Linked DNA regions of Anser cygnoides: region 2 is linked to region 1. The links are chromatin contacts, called in public Hi-C maps. All regions are on one chromosome and are shown on one strand. The core of a region is the stretch at or near the end of the contact, and the rest is flanking DNA. Distances in the headings are between cores, read along the strand shown. Region 1 overlaps COBL (cordon-bleu WH2 repeat protein). Region 2 holds the start of COBL (cordon-bleu WH2 repeat protein).

Region 1 (4,345 bases), core at 828-3,327:
TATGTTGCAGAATGCATTTGAGTGGTGGGATATTTAAAGTGCCTACTAGGATGCCATGCAATGCAACAACATATTGTAAAAGCAACATACACATGGATACTAAAAAAAACTGGCACATGGAAACAGCTTGAAAAAGCATATTCTTTGAAAAACTTGTCATTTTGATAAAATGCATAGAAATGACTACATTTCAAAAACTGGCAAGAAGCTTCTCTGGCTTGGTCATTTCAGTACTGTACATATTGATTTTCTAGTCCTGGATCTCACAAATGAATAGGATAAAAGTAAAAGTAATAGGAGATTTTGAAATAAACCATACGAAGATAAGAAATGAATACTGTCATAGCAAGATTGATCATCTGACATTTGGATTGACTGGACCCAAGGTCTTGCACTACCTTTGACATGTCAGTCTCACACAGCACACGTTTACATAGGGAGATTCCCAAGCTGCTGCCAAAATGCAGCACTAGTAACTCACATGATCGTTTGGCTCATGTGATGGCTGTCCCCCTGCCATACTCATGGCCTCAGATTCTGAGCTGCTTTTCTGCTGGAAGTGTTCAGTCTCTGTGTTAAATTGGGAAGTCAGGCTTATAATTAGCATGCAAACTGTATTGGTCTTTTGAAAATACCCTTACCATTATCATTTTAATGAGCTGCCATAAAATATTGCATAATTTTGCCCACTTTTATGCTGTTTAATTTCAAATTAAATTTCTCACATTATACCATTCTGGTATTAAACAGGATTTTGTAATGAAATTTAGTGGTCATTACCAAAACTGAATCTCTGGCTGCAAAAACAGCTCAGTATTAATAACAGATAAAAAGGTTAGCATTACTGGATTTTACAGAAATTGCTACGCTTTTGTGCTGTTTTTATTCATAAAATGAAAAAGACAAAAGTCAAGGATGTCCTTGAATGCTCAGTTGATTGGCGACAGAAAGCTAAATCAGTTGACACAAGAAAGCCACTACAAGGTGAAGGGGCAAGCTCATTTTTCCGTCTGTTTTTATTGAACACACCCTTTGTGAAATGTCATGGTCAAGGGCAGTTAAAAATTAATGTCATTCTAATCTTCTTTAAACACTTTAACTTGTTCAGCTAAATGTGTCAGACAGGAAACTATCCATAAACAAATTTGAGATGTTAAATTACTAAGATAGCTGTGATTTCCTTCTTTTGCAAAATCTCATTACTAGCTGGAATATTATTTCCACTCAAGGAAGTCACTCTACAGCAGCAAATGCTTTCACATGCATTGAAACATGTAGACTACACAAGTCTGCGGATGTTTGTTTTGGCAGAGAATTGAACTTCCTCTGTTTCTCTGAATACAATGTAATCCTCCTCATTTATGTCTTCATTTAGGGGAAAAAAATCAAAAACCTCAGTCACTTCAAATTCATATTTTAAACCACCACAAACTGATTTGCTATTAAGATTGATTTCTCTTCTAGAAATAGCCTGTGAAGTAAAACAAAAAAAGGAAAAAAAAAAAACAAACTCAAAATTTTCTTTTAATGTTTGTGCTTATCTTTTCAGTTAGAGCAATAAATTTGAATAGAACAATTGAGCATTAATTAGAGTTTAAAATACACAGTTGGACCGTAGCTTAATATTTCTTCTGGCAACTTTATGAATGAATTTGATAGGTGTCTGTCATACCTCCTTGAGCCACTAGTGCCTTTAGGAAAGGCCCTGGCATGAGGGTTTTACGTATAATATTTTCTTCCTCCGTATCACATTCAGGATTACAGGCTGGTTGACTAGTCGGTCTGTTGTTCTGTCCCTAAAAATCTGAGAAACGTCATAAGCCAGCTGAAGATCTGAAAAATTTAGTTTGCATCTTTGTCCAATTTTCTGCTAAAAGGATGGGCTGTAATCTAACATGTTAGGGCCAGAAAGTGGATTGCAATCACACAAACATTCTACCAGAAGCAAGGAAAACCATACCCTTTCTGCTGCCACTAAACTACATACCTCTCTGGAGCTTAGGTTTTCCTTTACACTTAGAATTTTCTCCTTCAGAGAAATTCGATGGGAATTTCTAGTGCTTAGAACAGCACCAAATCCTAAGCAACATCCTTACAATTATTCTCAATTTAGAAAAGAGCACACCGGATTTATCTGCAGTATTCGCCTTCCTTGGACAAGCCCCCTCTGTCTGCAAACACACAAAATGGCTGGGAAACATGTTTTGGGCAGTAAGTCAAGTGATAGTTTCATGTCATCATTTCCTGCTCCTCCCTGCAAATTTCCACTCAGTCTAGCTCCTTCCAGGGCTTACAAAGGGCAGCCAGAAAGCCCTACTTCCATGATCTTGAGAAACCAACGAGAAGGTGGAATAGCAAAATGGTATCACGGTGTAGGTTAGACGTGTTACTATGGACTGTAGCATAACACAGCTCTACGCCAAGCCACTCCTCACAAGTATAAGATTTTTATCACCCAAAACGATGAATGGGCTCTGCCACAAACCTTGGTTTGAGAAACCCACCATGGCATTCTGCTTCCTATCCTTGCCTGGAAGTGGCAGCAACACGCAGCTCAGCAGGGCTCGGGGACAGTCTGCTGAACCCTGATGTCCTGGTTAAGGTGGGCACACAGCAAACAGAACAACATACCCGTACCTTTGGTTGACCTACACTGTTCGTTCTTCAAAGAGATGAAAAACTGAAGTGTCATGCAGTCAAATGAACTGGATTTGCATTCCCCTCTCTCTGTTTTTATTACTTTCATGGCTTGACTGTGAATTAACTCAAACAAAAAAAAAGCTTTAGAAAGCAGTGAACAGTTTTTACTAGATTATATCTATTTGTGATGTTTCTCCTTGTTTTCTTATTTGGCTAAAAAATGACCAGAATGCAATTAAACCTGATTTACACAGCATACATTTACTTAGTTAACTTTTCTAGTATATAAATATTTACCTTTCTAATTTAAGATATAAGAAAGGTAGAGTTACAAGTGAAATCTGAAGAGTGATACAAACCCAGTTTCTAAATTAAGCAAGGGTCATTTTTCACTGCTTACTGAATGCCAGTTCTTTAGAAACCTTGCAGCTTAAAATTATCTGTCTATTTAACTTCCCCTAAATACCTTAACCGACAAAGTCTAATAATTACTCAACACATACTTTCTCTTTAATGAGAGTTAAAGCTTACGATGACATCAGCCTGTCCTATTTGTCTGTGACTTGCAAGCCAGATGAAGTTTACTTACTAAATGTTGCAACCCTGCCAAAATTCAGGGCTGCATAGAACAGTATGTTCGGGCCCTGATGTCTTGCCAGATTTCAATGAAGTGCTTGACAGAGACCACATGTGGAGGTCAAGTGATACTATCATGATCTCACCAGATGGTAAATTGTGGTATTATTCCCAAGGCAGGTAGCATAATCTGTTCAGAAACAGTTGGCAGGTGATCCATGAACTCACAGCCAGAAGCAACTGGATTATTGCAAAAGATCAGGAATGTTATTGATGTTGGTGGAAAGACTTTTCCAAGAATTTTTCTTGCACATAATCTAAGGGCTCAACTCTGAAGCTGTATGTTTTCTTGAAAAAAAAAAAGGGGGATGTATTTTATTAACTGCTATCCTAAATCAGAAGCCTTCCCATAAACAAATCTTGTACACTTACATGATTATTATATGATGCATGTTAAGTGGTAAAAACAAAGACACAGCAAGCTCAGTTTGCTTGGGTTCCTGTTACTACACAGGTTAGAGGGCAGGACTGGACTACTTTGCAGAGAACAGCAGTTGACCACAGAGAACTCCTCAGCCAACCACTAAGGAGTCTCACAAAATCCTGTAGGTCTTCTTTTCCTATCCTTCTCCATTATCGACCAATCCAAACCACAGCGTGAAACAAACTGCACTTCACACAATCCAGCCTTCAGTTAAAGCAGGTAAGAACTTAAAATCAGTTCTGGACTCATCTGGCCTTCCCTGAAAAAAAGCTGCAAAAATATTTCTAAAAATGTGACAAAACCGCACTGTGGACTCCTCTTATGCAGTAACTTCTTCATAATCAACTTTTTTTTTCCCAATCTAGAAAAGCAATATTCTCCTTCTAATAAAGACAGGACTTTAAAGCAGGTTTTAAAATTTCGAGTTCCAATGGTACATTACCTATAAATTGACTGCGTGTTTTATCTGAGTAAAGACAGATTCTCCAATGGCCAGTGTAGTCAGTATTACTTCTCCTTGTGCTTCTGAGAGGCTGCACCTTTTGGCTAACATCAAAACCTCCCCTGAAATTCTACTCTAACATCCTCATTCATACTGACCAAACTTCAGAAAAAAAAATCAACTGTACTTAATCACTTTGTGAC
Region 2 (4,639 bases), core at 1,796-4,295, 94 kb after region 1:
AATCACTCCAAAGCAGGTGTGCTAGCATGCGTCTGTATTTGTGCTAAGACCCTGTGAGACAGGGAAGGAAGCTGAAGCACAAACAATTAAGGTCCTACTCAAAGAAAGTGCTTGTGCATCTTGTTTCTTGTAGGGACTTTTCCCACCCTTGCTGAAGACTACAGGGGAGGCCACTCGAGGGACGGAGGAGCGCCTACAAACTGTGGGCTTCAGCAGGAGATAAAGATGCTTGCACTTGCAGCAGACGATGCTCTGCCCTTTGCACAAACTGATCCTACAAGTGCTCATTTGGGCTCAAGCCTTTTATACCGCTTATGACCAATGTATGTCAATTTGGCCACACTACAGTCAATAAAGTCACCAGCCAGCTGTTCAAGAGACCCAGACAGAGAGGCCTATCTCTGCTCTCCCTACTGAAATAAGTGCAGATGCAGGCACCAAGGCAGTAGGTTTTAAACATGTGCATTTCTCTCTTCCAGCACCCACTGAGTGACTACAGAAGAAATAATTCTTATTTCTGGTGCTAGTACTTGTCTTGAATTCCCCATCATAACCTAAAAGAAATGTTAATTAATTAAAGCATTACAAACTTGATCAAGCTTTATAAAACTTGTGCCTAGAAATTACTACCAATAACATTCTTGATACTGAAGTCCACAATTACTCTTGAAACTGAGAAATGGGAAAAGCCCTTCAGCAACAACATAAACTGCATTTTTTCCTTTTGCCATTGAAGACCAAATAAAAGTCCATGCAAACCAAAGAACAGTATCCTTCTTTTAAACGTGCAATTCTCAAGCAGCTGTGCCATGAAATACATGCAGTCAATTTATCTGTGTAACGTATACAGCAGAGCTGCTTGACTCTTTACCAAATTATACATTAAATTAGTTCACCATTAAACAAGGGAAACTCTTAACATTACTGTTAATGATTTACATAATGACAAAACAGCTCCGCCTAAATTTTGTTAAAAATTGTAAACTTGAGGTCATTTTAACCTCTTGCTTTCGTAACTGCCAGCTAACCCAGTCAACAAGCTGGGAATTTATATAGCATTTCTTCTGCCACAACAGGAATGTTTCTGCCACAGTCACCTTAAAATCACGCTCCTGGACAAGTTCCACAGATGTAGGTGATACCTGGATTCATATGGGAAGTGACACGGACAGATGAAGCTGTCCTTGTCACATTTTTCTGGTCCTAGCTGATTTCCTCATGGAAAGAGCAAAACTTAATCAGGGACCAAACAGCCACTGGTCCTGTACAGCTGTTAAAAGTTCAAGGAATTACCAAGTGCGCAGTGAAACCCCTGGCTAACAGCACAGGCACATCCAGGCTGAGATTTTCCAGTTGCCAAGAAAAGACAGGAGTATTTCCACACGCACATGAATTCAGGTAAAGCAGACGGGCAGTCCCTGTCAGCATGCATCACAGCTTTGCCACCAGCATGCTGCTATGCGATACCCGAAGCACATCTTAAGACTAAATTCTGCTCCTTGAGCTGTTGGGAGCAGTCTGACTAAAGTTAGTGCAGTTATTGTAACTTCTGGCCATCTGTGTGATACCAGAGTCTGGCCATGGCACAACCTCATGTACACAGAGATGAAGCTGGCTGTGTACATATCAGGAGCTTTATTCAAAAGTGCCCTCAGACCTCAGTGTGAACCTCTGAGAAGCATTAAAATATGTTTCCTTACTCCAATTTCAAACATTTTAATGAAACTTTGGATACCTGGCAAACAGGACAAAATTTCAATCTGCACTACATCTAGAAGAGTGCTGGATATTCGTCAAAGCACACACATAAACTAGTATCTCCAGCCTCTGTCAGGATTTTAGGCAACTGCCACCCTACTACATCAACTCTAACAACAGAGAGGGGAGACAGAGGGGGAGGCACATTATGCTTACTGGTTTTCATAAAAGGTTAGCCTAGAGGTTCATAGTAAAGGGTCATAATCAAATAGACCTGTCTTTTAACAGGAATTAACTATTTATTTACAAAAACCAAAGCAAAACAAAACCCCAGCAAGCTGTCGTACCCTCCACAAGTGGCAGAAGCACTGCACACAGGCAGCTTCGCTGCCACAGCACCAGCACCGGCATCTCCTCACCCGCTGCCCCCTGCTCTAATTTCCGCGGCACGCGCTACAGGACTTCCCACCGGACACAAAAACCGAGGAAATTAAACGCAAAACAGCTCCTGCAGCGCCCTGACACGCACTTTGGAGCCGTTTTCTGCTCAGCCCTGCGGCTTGCCCGTGCCGCGGGAGGCCGGCCGCTCGGGGCACCTGCCGGCCGGCTCGCAGGGCGGCCATGCCGCGCCGGGGGGACCGGGACGGGGGAGGACCGGGGGGTCGCGGCGGTGCCTTACCCGCTCGGAGGCTTGCCGGCCGCGGGGCGGACCAGGGTCTCCATGGCTGCTCCGGAAGGGTCTGGACACGGGCCCGGCAGCGAGGAGAAGGAAGAGAGGGCAGCGGTGAGACGCGGCTCCCCCCCCACACTCCACCGCCACCGCCCCCGGTCCGCCCGCTCCGCGGCGGGCGGCGCTCCCCGGCCGGGCGCTGACAGCTCTGCCGGGCCCTCCTACCTGCCGGGACGGGACGGGACGGGACGGGACGGGACGGGACGGAGCGGGGACGGCCGTGTCGCTGCCCACTCAGCGGGGGCGGAGGCAGCGCCAGGCCGTTTCCATGAGACTGCCCGCGGCAAACACAAACACGGCGGCGGGCCCCGAGGGCACGGCCACGGCCCGCCGCCCCCGCACCGGGCGGGGAGAGCAGCAGCAGCAGCAGGAGGAGGATCCCGAGGGATGTGTCGGATCCCCGATGTGCCCTGATTTGGGCACCCCGGCCTCTGCCGGCCGTTTCAGGAGTTTCCCTGCTCCCCCCCCGCTCTCCGTGTGGTTCACCTTGGTTTGCAGCCGCGGTGGGGGGGTGACGGAGATGGCGGATGGGCCAGGACACCAGACAAGGCAGGGAGCGGGAGACACGAGCAAGCAGGCTGAGTAAAGCAGCGGTGAGGAACTCCAGAGAGGGTCTGAGGGAAGGGGGAGAACTCCAGAGAGGGGCTGAGGGAAGGGGAGATGCTCCCTGACTTGCCTTTCCACCGAGCTGCCTTGGAGACTGACCCCTGGGGTACAACTAATTTGGCCACCCCTTTTCCCAACCCTCCCCTCACATCAGCCTTGAGCTCTTATCTGTGCAAATTCTGCCCCTCAGAAAGCTACGCACTCAGCTCTGCGTCCATAGGAAATTCAGTAAGCTCCTCTGGCCTCAGCAGCCAGAGTTTCTTCCTCAGCAAGCAAGACTTGGCAAATCTATGCCAGAAGCTGCACGCCAGTGATGGCATTGCTATCTGCAAGCTATTAAATATTTGGAAACGTTCAGACACTGGATTAATTCGCCAGTAACAGAAAGGAAAAGTACGCCTTCATCTTTTCTGTACTACGTGAATGGAAGATTACCATATACCCCCACCTTTGCCTTCTACCCGTGCTCCTGCATTATGATCAAAGCACCTGTTTATGTGCATTTACCTCAATGTTCAGTAAAACACTTATTGTGCTATAGGCATCCTTAATTTCATCTTCCCTCACTTTGACAGCCTGAGGACTGACTCCTGGCTGCTCAGCAGAAAGTTGAGAATGCTATTTTCTGTTTCCTTCTCCCCTTCCGTGTTATACAGAGAGGGCCTTGGGGTAAGGGAGGCAGCTGGCTATCCCAGCCGTAGGTAGAGAAGCAAAAATACACATTTGCAAAAGCAAAGCATTACTGGTCTCTTATTTCCCTGTTAACATGGGTAAAAGTTGACTGAGTCACCACAGCTTAGTAATTACCCCTGGTCATCCGAGCCGTACGCCACAGTAATGAGCCACATGCATGTTCTTAATTTGTGCCCTTATGAAAATAAATAGCCTAGCTTGCATACTTTGTTTTGCAAGCTTTGTGGATTGGAGTCTGCACGCTGTCACTTACCATAGCTCCAGGAATGAATGGTGAGCTATTAAATCACCGGATCTTGATTTCATAGCACCGTTCATTGTCTACTTAGTATATTTTCAATCTCTCTTTTTCACTCCTAAATGTAAACAAATTCCTGACTATCCTAGAATACATGCTAAAGCTGCATGGGCACAAAGCCTGTACAGAACCCCCAAGACCTTCCCACCTCCACATCGACAGCAAACTACACTGCGCGGTTCATTTCAGGAACTTGAAAGATTTTCCCTTGCCTCAGCTGCAACTCGTCCCACTGCGCTGACCCTGAAGGAAGGTACACACAGCCTGCATCACACCCACTCCTTCCTTGTCCGTCCCTGGCTCTCACGCCCACCTGCATGCCCAGTGACATCCCCACCGCTCCTGGCCCCTTCTGCAGCTGTTTCACAAAGCAGCACCTGCGCTGTCTTCTCTCCCTGCCTATAGTCCTGTTGCTGTTCCCTCTTCTCACACCCTCTCCTTGACTTCACCATTTCACGTTAGTTTATTCTCTACCAATGTTGTCTGAATGTTTTCTACTTGATAGCATCTTCTCTTCCAAGCCGTGTAAAATGTCATTATAGGAGTATATAAACGCTGTCACGACCCAGCACAAAGTAGTGTTTTCTTATTATGTTCATTTTATACAGCACAGC

The links. A called contact is a pair of places that touch in the nucleus more often than the background predicts.
Region 2: a Hi-C map of liver shows a contact between it and region 1, with 1.8 times the contacts expected there. The contact joins the promoter of COBL here to the enhancer-like site in region 1. A contact is called at or near these places in 2 of 7 Hi-C or Micro-C datasets (both in liver).

The regions. Positions count from the first base shown.
Region 1 is chr2:90,240,039-90,244,383 of Taihu_goose_T2T_genome, forward strand. All of the region lies in intron 9 of COBL (cordon-bleu WH2 repeat protein), which reads right to left. Among named protein-coding and RNA genes, the nearest start is that of COBL, 94 kb to the right of the region's middle. Within about 2 kb of position 2,078, at least 2 of the 3 cell types and tissues checked have open chromatin away from gene starts, as enhancers often do. A contact at or near this core is called in liver, where this site is marked.
Region 2 is chr2:90,333,470-90,338,108 of Taihu_goose_T2T_genome, forward strand. It overlaps COBL (cordon-bleu WH2 repeat protein), which reads right to left and starts at 3,046. Exons shown (of 17, transcript XM_048079156.2): 1 at 2,915-3,046; 2 at 2,378-2,438. The coding sequence starts at 2,421.